Linked DNA regions of Sus scrofa: region 2 is linked to region 1. A link is a contact called in public Hi-C data. All regions are on one chromosome and are shown on one strand. Each heading gives the region's core, a stretch centred on a gene start, on an enhancer-like site or on the middle of the called end of the contact. The rest is flanking DNA. Distances are from core to core; before and after follow the strand shown. Region 1 has its middle 16 kb from the start of MVB12B. Region 2 overlaps MVB12B (multivesicular body subunit 12B).

Region 1 (4,414 bases), core at 134-2,633:
GCTGCCAATCCCATTGTGCCACCGTGGGAGCTCCTTGAATGAGGATTTTGATGATAGTTCCTACCTCAAAGAACTGTCGAAAAGTTGAGTTAACATCTGCAACGTGTTTGGAACAGCCCTGGGAACGTGCAGTTGGCGGTTGATGTGTTAAGCTATCATCTTTATGGTTTTTTCACAGTTTTGCTGTCCCAGGAGGAAGTCCCTGGGTACCCTCTCCTCTTGGATCTTGGTGATGCTGAAAGATGGGACCTGTGCCGAGAGTGGGGCTGTCGGGAAGGGGGCTCACCAGCAGGCTCTGTGCATGTGGGATGGGCCAACCCTGGGCTCTGTGCGAGGCTCTGAAGGACGCAGCCGCAGGCCTGGGGGTGTGTTTGGGGGCGATGTTGGAAGTCACTTAGTCTCCATGTCTGTGTTAATTTTCCAGGGCTGTCACCACAGATCAGGAAGCTTAAACAGCAGAAATTTACTTCCTCACAGCCTGGAGGCTCAGTGAGGTCAAGGTGCGGCAGCTCGGGTCCTTATGAGGCCACTCGCCCTGGCTTGCAGGTGCCACCTTCTCCCCGGGTCACCACGTGGTCTTCCTCCTGTGCCCATCTGTGGTCACCATCTCCTCCTCTTATAAGGACACCAGTCATGTTGGATGTGGGCTCAGCCAGTGGCTTCATTTGACCTGAGTCACCCCTTTAAAACTGGGTGTCCAAATACACTCACCTTTGGCCAGGGGGCGGGGGGGTGCTTAGGATTTCAACATGTAAATATAGGGAGGATAGCTTGGCCCATAATAATGTCTGGGGATGCATGGCTGGTCTGCGGGTCCCTCCAGTTGCATGATTGCGCGCCTGTGTTTCTGTGTCAGTGTGTCTGTCTGAGTGTCTGACCTTCAGAGACTGTCCTCTGAGTCCGTGAGGCTGGAGCTCTTGGGGCTCCGACAGCGTTCAGCATCCACCCAACTGTGTTGTGTATCCGTGAGTCAGTTTGTAACCCAGGAAGTCCTCTGTCTGGGAGTCGGGGCAGCGGGGGTGGGCTGGGGAACGGGATCTGCTCACCTCCGGGTCTCTGAGCCCATGAGTCCTGTCCTGTGTGTGTCTGTGAATCTGAAATCTGACCGAGTGTGTGACTGGCAGGCCGGGTTTTGGAGGCGAGGGGAAGGATCACGTTAATTCGAGATTTGAAAGCAGACCGTGTGTTTACAAAAGCAGAAGAACAGCGGGTTAAACATATGTTGGCGATGACGGTGAGGGGCCGCAGCTGAGGCTGGGCTGGCTCCGGTGTGAATTCTGTGGCATGTTGGTGTCTTTAAAACTGTCACAAAACCAGATACAGAAGCAAAACAATGGGACTGAGTGGAATCCGTGGTGGGGGCAGGGAGAGGAGGAAGCAGCCTGTCTGGGAGGTGGAGTCATCCAGAAGGCGGCTTTGTCTCTGCAGGGTCCGGCACCAACACCCCCACCCCCACGGGGGTGGGGGCACTTTCTCTCCAGCTGAGACAGATCTGCACCCCGAGCCCTGGAGCAGTGGGGTGGGCGAGACCCTCACATCCAGAGCCCCCTCGGGCTGTGCTGTGTTCTCGGCTCCTGGAGCGAGTGATAATTATCTCCATCTAAGAGCCGAGGCAGCTGAGACACAGGGCCTTGGTCATGACTTTAGCAACCAGGATTTGAACTGAGGTCTGATTGCTCTCAGGATTCCTGGGGGGTGTTTGGCCAAGAAACAAGAATGAATGCATGCATGCATGAGAGAGAGAGAAAGAAAGGAGGGAGTGGGGGAGGAAAGAAGTGACAAAACAGTCCTTGTGCTTTGAGGTAGAGTCTGTATCCAGGCACTAGTTAGTACCCGCAGGGCAGTAGCCAACCCTTATTTTCTCCCATCAGTCCTGCAGTAAATGTGGTTAATAAGCACTTTGATCTATTCTTTTTGAAAAATCGGTCGCAGTCAAGAGACAGTGGACGCTGGTGTTTCTAACTCAGGCAGTGGACTTTTTCTTGGGAAATAAACAGGAAGGAGATGCTCAGGCCAGAAATTGTTTTGTTCCTCTCCCTCCGCCCATCACAGAGGCCCTGAGCGCCCGCCTTGTTTGCACTCAGCTGTGGACCCGGGCTGGGCTCTCAGCTCTCCCTACCACACACCAGCCAGTTCAGTTTCCTGACTCTCCGGTTCTGGCTTAGGCTTTCACGCCTCGCTTTATTTCACTGAGCAGGCCTGAGCACGGTGCTCTCAAGGTGTTTTTTCATTTCCAGGTCTTGAGGTCCAAGTGTCACCTGAGATGCATCCACTGGGTCTTTCTCTTGGTGGCTTGTTTCCTCGCGTGCTTCGTAGTCGTGGTCTGTAAACTCACACCAAGCTTGTTTTCCCTTAGGGCCTGGGGGTCCCACGTGCCCTGGGTTGTATCTATAGAGCAGTTTGAAGCTTGCCTCCACTGGGGATGCCAAGGTTTTTCTCTGGGTCCCAGTAAGCTTGCTTATTAATTTTCTGGGATAAGTCTCCATGACTCCAGGCTTTGTACGGGTGCATTTTGTGGCCCTGGACTCCCGTTTCCTTTTCCACCCCGGGCTCAGGTGGATGGCAAGTCTTTTGGCTTTTTCAGAGACGAGTGGACAGAAATTTTTCCCCGTGGGTTTTGATAGGTAGAGTTTCTGTCTTTGTTTATGGCTGTGGCATTTCCTAATTTCCATGCCCGCATCCTCTTGGACGCATCATAATCTAAAAATGTCTTTGTGACTAGCTCCTTTTTTCCTTCCCATTTCCCATGTTTGTGCTGTCATCTTCCCTGGTGTTACACAGCTTTAGTTGTGGCCTGATTCTTCCACCACAGATTTCTTTGAGGGTCAAAGTTCCCTTCTGACCTTGGCTTTGGCTCCAATCTCCATGTTTTGATAAGGAATGTTCTCCAACTCCAGCACGTAATGGCCCTTGCAATTCAGACTTTCATCCCTTCCTGATTTACAAGTGCTTTGTTTACTTCTCAAGGTTTCTTTTTATCTGCTTTATCTTTTCTCAGTTCTCACAGACTGTTCGAGTGGATGCTTAGGAAGTGGACAACTTGAGAGGTGTCTAGAAATGGTTAATTTAAGTCGGTTGTTTAAATAAATTGACAGTGCCTGATGGTCAGTACACAGGAGAGGGATCTGGTGGCCAAGTTGAACCCCTGCCCCAGGCCTGACTTAGTCACATCACTTGGATGATCCAGCTCAGCTAAAGGTCTCGGGGCCTCTGGCTACTCATCAGACACATGGTGGCAGAGAGCCCTGGGCCAAGTTGTCCTGGTGTCTCTCTCACTTAACAAATCCTTCCCTGTGGCTCCTGGCTCTGTGGACATTGCTCCGTTCCAGCCCATTGTGTTCATAGGGCCCAAGGCTCCCAACGCCCCCTGCTTCCCCAGGAAGCCCCTCAACCTCAGATCATGGTCACGACCTGATTCTGAATCCCCTCTTTATTCTTGGGGCTTCGTCTTTCTCGGCTTTGAATTTTGCTATGCATTTACATTTTGGGGGTTCTGTTTGGTCCAGCATTTTAATGTGTGCAAAGTAGGAGGGGGAAGTTCCCGTATCCACCCAAGGTACCACGTCGACTAGAAGTATCTGTTAGGTTTGTCGAGGGAGGAACACACTAGGCCAAGTTAGTAAAGCCAAAGGGATTTATTAAGGCATCAGAGGGGCACGGGCTCCAGCCCTGACTGTGAGGAGGTGCCAGGCTTATAAAGGATCCAGGGTGGGAATCTGTGGCTGGATGGAGTTCATGGCAGGGACTCGTGGCAGGAACGACGAAGAAGGAGGGCACAGTCAAGGGAGGGGTAGGGGGTCGAGTCCCATGACAGAGGGCAGTTAATCCTTGTAGGAGGTTAATCTATGCAGGCAGTTGTTTCCTGCAGGCCATTGTTTCTTGCTGCCCAATTTGAGCCTCCGCATTCTAGGAAAGGGTGTCCACAGCAGGTCTCCAAGGTGAGCAGCCACATTCAGGGGTGTGTGTGGGGGGGTCTGTTTCCATCCTCTAGGGAACCCCTCAGTATCTGATATGATTAGCTATGTACCTTTGAGCAAAACACTTAATTTCTCTGAACCTATTTCTTCATCTTTAAAATAAGTAGGTCCTGTAATAGGAATACCTACAAAACAGGCTGTTCGAAGAATTCTGTGAGATAGGCATGGAAAGAGTTTAGCATGTACGGTGCCTGGAACATAGTAGATGTTCGATAAATGGTTAAGTATTATCATTTCCGCTTCTATTATACATACAAAAATTGTGAACTCAAAGAGATTAAGGAACTTGCCTAAAGCCACACAGCACATGAGTGGAATAAACCCCAGGGGTCTGAGTCTTGTCGGTCCAGGAATGGGGCATGTGGTCAGCCAGGGGTCTTTAGGGCCCCAGGCATCGTCTGAATATACCCTCACGAGGTACCCCAGGTGAGAACTGC
Region 2 (4,743 bases), core at 274-2,773, 84 kb after region 1:
TTATGCTAAACGGTGCCATGAAGCTTTCTCTTTTCTCCTCAAGGGAACTGAACAGCATGGGGATCTGGTACCGAATGGGCAGAGTACCAAGAAATCATGACTCATCTCAGCCCACAACGCCGTCCCAGTCATCGGCTGCTCCCACCCCAGCCCCCAACCTTCCCAGGTGAGGCCCTGCTGTGGCGTCCCATGCTGTCGTGTGTGTGACAGTCCTGTGGTCTTGGGCTCCAGTGCAGGACACTGTCTGTCGAACACACCCACTTCGTATCTGCTGCAACACTACAGAAGCAGGGCGCCTTCGAGCGGTTTTACAGAACCGGTTAGACATCCTTGCATTACACGAACGGAATGCCTTCTACTGTTTGTGTTCTGCAGGCTTCTAAGACAGCAGCACATGCAGCTTAAAAACAGGCTCGCTCTTGTAAAGAGCTCCTAGCTGTCCACAGAGACATGTCTGGAGCCACGCGGTTGGGAACCCTGGCCGTGAAAGATGGAGTTCCTTCTCTGCCTTGGCCTGCAGCTTGTTTCACTCCAGGAGGGGTGGTGAATAATTTTGTTCATTTTCTCATTGTTTCCTTTGCCATCGAGTTACAGACTAAGAAGTAAGTAGTCTGAGCATCAGAGGATAGTGTGAAGTTCTTCAGAGGGTGTTCTTTTAATAGTTGTTTCCCCAGAGAAACTTGGGTGAGCACACGGGTCTCCGCACAGGATCTTACCTGATTTCAGCCGCAGCAGTGGTGGAGGTGGTCTCAGCACCTTCCACAGAAGCAGGCGGTGCAAAGAACGTGGCCAGATCCCAAAACTGCTGCATCCTTAGCAGCCATCCTGTGACAACAAGGAATGAACAGTGATAGATTTCGTTTGAGAAAGGAATTAACAAAAGTAAATAAAACAAGTCAGAATTGGAGTTCCCGTTGTGGTGCAGCAGAAGTGAATCCGACTAGTATCCATGAGGATGTGGGTTTGATCCCTGGCCTCCCTCGCTCCGTGGGTTGAGGATCCAGTGTTGCTGTGAGCTGTGGTGTAGGTTGCAGACGCAGCTCAGATCTGGTGGTGCTGTGGCTGTGGTGTAGGCTGGCAGCCGCAGCTCTGATTCAACCCCTAGCCTGGACCGTCTATATGCTGCAGGTGCCGCCCTAAGATGGAAAAAAAAAAGTCTGAATTGGTGAGGGGGTGCCATTTGGAGGTGGAGGTAACATAAATGAGAATGGGTGTCAAAGCTTCCACGTGGGCAAACAGACAAACAAAATCGCTCAGGAATGGGACAAAAGTCATTATGGGGGGCCCCACCGTCCACCCCCCCTCCCCCCACCAAGTGCAGAGAAGTTGGTGGGGTGGCCGACTTCTCTGCCCCTGTTCCACAGCTGGGCTGCCACCTCCCTCGGAGGAAGGCCGCTGTTAGGAGCCGGCAGCTCAGAGGACTGTCCCTGGGGACACCCTCCTCCAGAAGGACAATCTGGGCTTTTCTCGTGGCAGTTTCAGAGGCAGAGAGCAGTACTTAAGCATAACTGCCCCTGGCATGGCCTGAAACTTCAGAGGCAGGTTTCGGTTTCACTTTGGTGTGAGGAGAGATGAGGGTTGAGCAGTGAAGTGCCTTTGGTTTAGAAAGACCAGGCTCCCCCAGCTCCGTTCAGCACTTTCCAGCTCCTTGCCCACCACCCAGAGCTCCGTCACCGCCGTGGTCACCATCCCCTGTGCTCAGGCCCGTAGCCCTGGACAGGTTACAGCTGCTCCCTGTTGTCTTCATACGGTTTGGAAGGGCCTAGAAATAGGCACGAGCAGGTTTTAACTTTCTGTGAGGTAAAGAGCCCTGATTCTCCCAGTTAAGGCAGAGAGCGTGCTCTCCGCAGAAGCTTGCTGGTCACCGTGAGAATGTGGTCACCAGGGGACCTGAGAACCAGCCCCGGGCCGCCGGGTGGAACTGGAGGTAGTGCGGCAGAACGAGCTTCAGAAGGCTTACTTATTTTATAACCTCTTGTACCAGTTTATGGTTTACAGTAGCTGCAAGGAAATTGGATCAGTTTTGTTTTACTTGCCAAATAAAACAAATGTCAAAATAGTCAATATAAAATGTATTCTAATTTGACTGAGTTAAGTCAGCCAGGGTGCGGGAGGATAATTGAATGTCACACCAATGCTTCCCAGTAAAAACCACTTGTGTGTCCCAAGCTCTTCTCTCTCACCGTGTGGCAGTTTACAGGTGGCCCACACACCTCGAGGAGCCTCCTGATTCCCCACCAATTCCTCATTTCTTAATGTTCTTTTGTTTTTCCTGGCCGGTGTCTTTGATTTTTAAAAAAGTGAAATGCTGATTATTTATTCAAGTTTTTCATTGAAGGAGTTCCCGCTGTGGCTCAGTGGGTGAAGAACCCAACTAGGATCCATGAGGATGCGGGTTCGATCCCTGGCCCTCACTCAGTGGGTTAAAGATCCCGCATTGCCACAGGCTGTGGCGTGGGACACAGACAGATGCAGCTCGGATCTTCTGTTGGCAGTTGCAGCTCTGATCTGACCCCTAGCCCTGGAACTAAAGACAAAAAAAAAATTTTTTTTCGTTGAAGCATTGTGAAATGATGGGTATATTGTTCCATGAGGCTGTAGATCTCTGTAATCCGTCCAGCAGAGGGATCTGATGGCCTCTCTCTCTGGTGTTGAGCTGTGGCTGAGGCCTGTGGGGGTCTCAGTGGCCTATAGGACAGAATCTCCACCTCTGGCTCTCAGGACTGGTCTTCTCCGTCTTGTCCCCAATCCCCAAACTTTGAACCAGTAGCTTCTTCTTCCCTTCCTGTGTTGTGCCTCTGCGCCTTTGCTCACGTGGACCCCTGTGAATCAGGTGTGTCTCACATCCCCTACATAGACGTCAGCTCAAATGCCCCCTCTCCCAGGAAGCCCTCCCTGAACGCCCTGTGCCTGTGCCAGGCTCCCCCCGCCGCCCTGTGGAGTGCTCTCAGCCTTTGCAACTTCACTTTGCGATCATGTCCTACACTCCCTGAAGGCAGGGACTGTGTCCAGTGCGTGTTACCTCCCAGAGCTCAGCACAGATGCAGGCATATATTCTGTTTTGCAGCAAATGCTTCTCCAGCAGCCTCAGACCCTGTGCTGCAGCCTCCTCATCCCCGCCCCCAGACAACTGCTGAGTCCCTGACTCCTCAGCTTTTTCTGATTGTGAGAGGAAAGCAAGCTTGGAGAAAACCGACAATTTCAGTAACAATGAAAACACCAAATTCCATCTCCGAAGGCTCATAACCTTTGGCTGTATTTCCTTCAAGTCATTTTTCTGTGTGCTTTTTACATAGGTGATATCACATCATAAAAAAGCAAGTTTGTGTTTTGCTGCTTCTTTCTCCTGTAATATTAAACCACAAGCATAAGAAATACTTCAACTGTGGTCTTTGTGTGGACGTGGGGATCAAGTTGCAAAGCCAAGGCTGGAGTGAGAGTGTGGTGATGCGGCGCCCTCTACTGACCAAAGTTGGGGGAGGCTGGGAAGACGGGCAGGCCGGTTCCCCAGCCAGTCCCTGGGGGGAGCAGAAGAGAGCCAGGGAGGGCCAGTAGCAGACCTTGTTGCGTTCCTGAGCTTGAGCTTCTGTCTCAAAAGCTATAAAACATGCTCTGCCCCCATTTCTTTGGTTCAAAGAATTTCTGCCATTTTTTTTGAGAGCTGTCATCCCCAGCTTTTTTCAGCTAAAAGGGGCAGTTGGTGGAGCTTTTCAGAGACGGTGGGTCATCACCTGAGGACCTCACGTCCTAGAGAACCACCTTCTCTTTCCAGAGCAGTCACCACCCCTCGGAATGAGCCCTTCCTGTCTTTCTCTTCCCTGTTGTTGCAGAGACTGCCGGTCCCAGGGCCAGATTCAGAGTGGTCCTTTCAGGATGGGCAGGCCCCTTGGCCACATCCTGTGAATTGGACACGGTGTTTGAAGTTCATGGCAAAAGGCAGAATAAGATGGGTTGGCAGAGCTCCTCTTCCTCATCCAGTGGATGGTTCTCTCTCTCTCCCCCTCTCTCTCTCTCTCTCTCTCTCTCTCTCTCTCTCTCTCTCTCTCTCCCTCTCTCTCTCTCTCTCTCTCTTTCTCTCTCACACACACACACCTGTGCCTCATTTGTGGAATCTTGACAGTGTCCACGTGAAGAGGGCATGCCACTTCTGGGGGCTGGGTGCCTCCGTTTTCTCTCTGGGCGCCAGTGCAGCTTCTTCCTCTGCGCATCTCCTCACGCACGCTGGTCCTCAGGATGGGCCTGGCCTTGGGCCTCAGGTGTGATCCCACGCTCCCATGTCTCTTCCGGGCGGGTGTGTATAGGCAAACGTCAGGGTCCCTGGGTCTGGGCTCCTCTGATTCTCCTCTGTGCTGCTGCCTTGGGGCAGGTGCACCTAGAGGAGGCCCCTTCCTGTTTCAGTCAGGGCAGCCCCACTCCTCTGTCATATGCTGGCTCTCACTCTGATTCTGCTGGAAACAGAAGGTTCTGCTGCTGCCGGTACCAAGGTTTGGCAAAGCTCGGCGAGGCAAGTGGACGTGCATTTGCTGGAGCCCCAGTAGCCCTGGAGCGTTGTTGAATGAGGGGCCCTGGTGGACTGCTGCCCCCGGCTTGCTGAACAGTGGAACCGGTGGCTTGATAAAGACATCAGAGGCATGCTTATCAAATTTGCAGATGACACAGAGTCATTAGGGAGAGCTGATGTGCTGAGTGACAGAATCAATACTCCACATCTCCTCTGCAGCAGGGACACCCGACTGCAAGCAG

Evidence for each region. Hi-C and Micro-C count contacts between places; a contact is called where the count stands out from the background.
Region 2: a contact with region 1 is called in a Hi-C map of subcutaneous adipose tissue, with 3 times the contacts expected there. The contact joins two enhancer-like sites. A contact is called at or near these places in 1 of 5 promoter capture datasets (liver), 17 of 47 Hi-C or Micro-C datasets (alveolar macrophages, brain, embryonic fibroblasts and 8 more) and 1 of 2 datasets of contacts at active chromatin or transcription factors (skeletal muscle).

The regions. Positions count from the first base shown.
Region 1 is chr1:266,915,633-266,920,046 of Sscrofa11.1, forward strand. No RefSeq gene overlaps it. Among named protein-coding and RNA genes, the nearest start is that of MVB12B, 16 kb to the right of the region's middle. Within about 2 kb of position 1,384, at least 30 of the 83 cell types and tissues checked have an H3K27ac peak or open chromatin away from gene starts, as enhancers often do. A contact at or near this core is called in mesenteric adipose tissue and subcutaneous adipose tissue, where this site is marked.
Region 2 is chr1:266,999,673-267,004,415 of Sscrofa11.1, forward strand. It overlaps MVB12B (multivesicular body subunit 12B), which reads left to right. Exons shown (of 10, transcript XM_021068965.1): 6 at 44-166. Among named protein-coding and RNA genes, the nearest start is that of MVB12B, 69 kb to the left of the region's middle. Within about 2 kb of position 1,524, at least 14 of the 83 cell types and tissues checked have an H3K27ac peak or open chromatin away from gene starts, as enhancers often do. A contact at or near this core is called in mesenteric adipose tissue and subcutaneous adipose tissue, where this site is marked.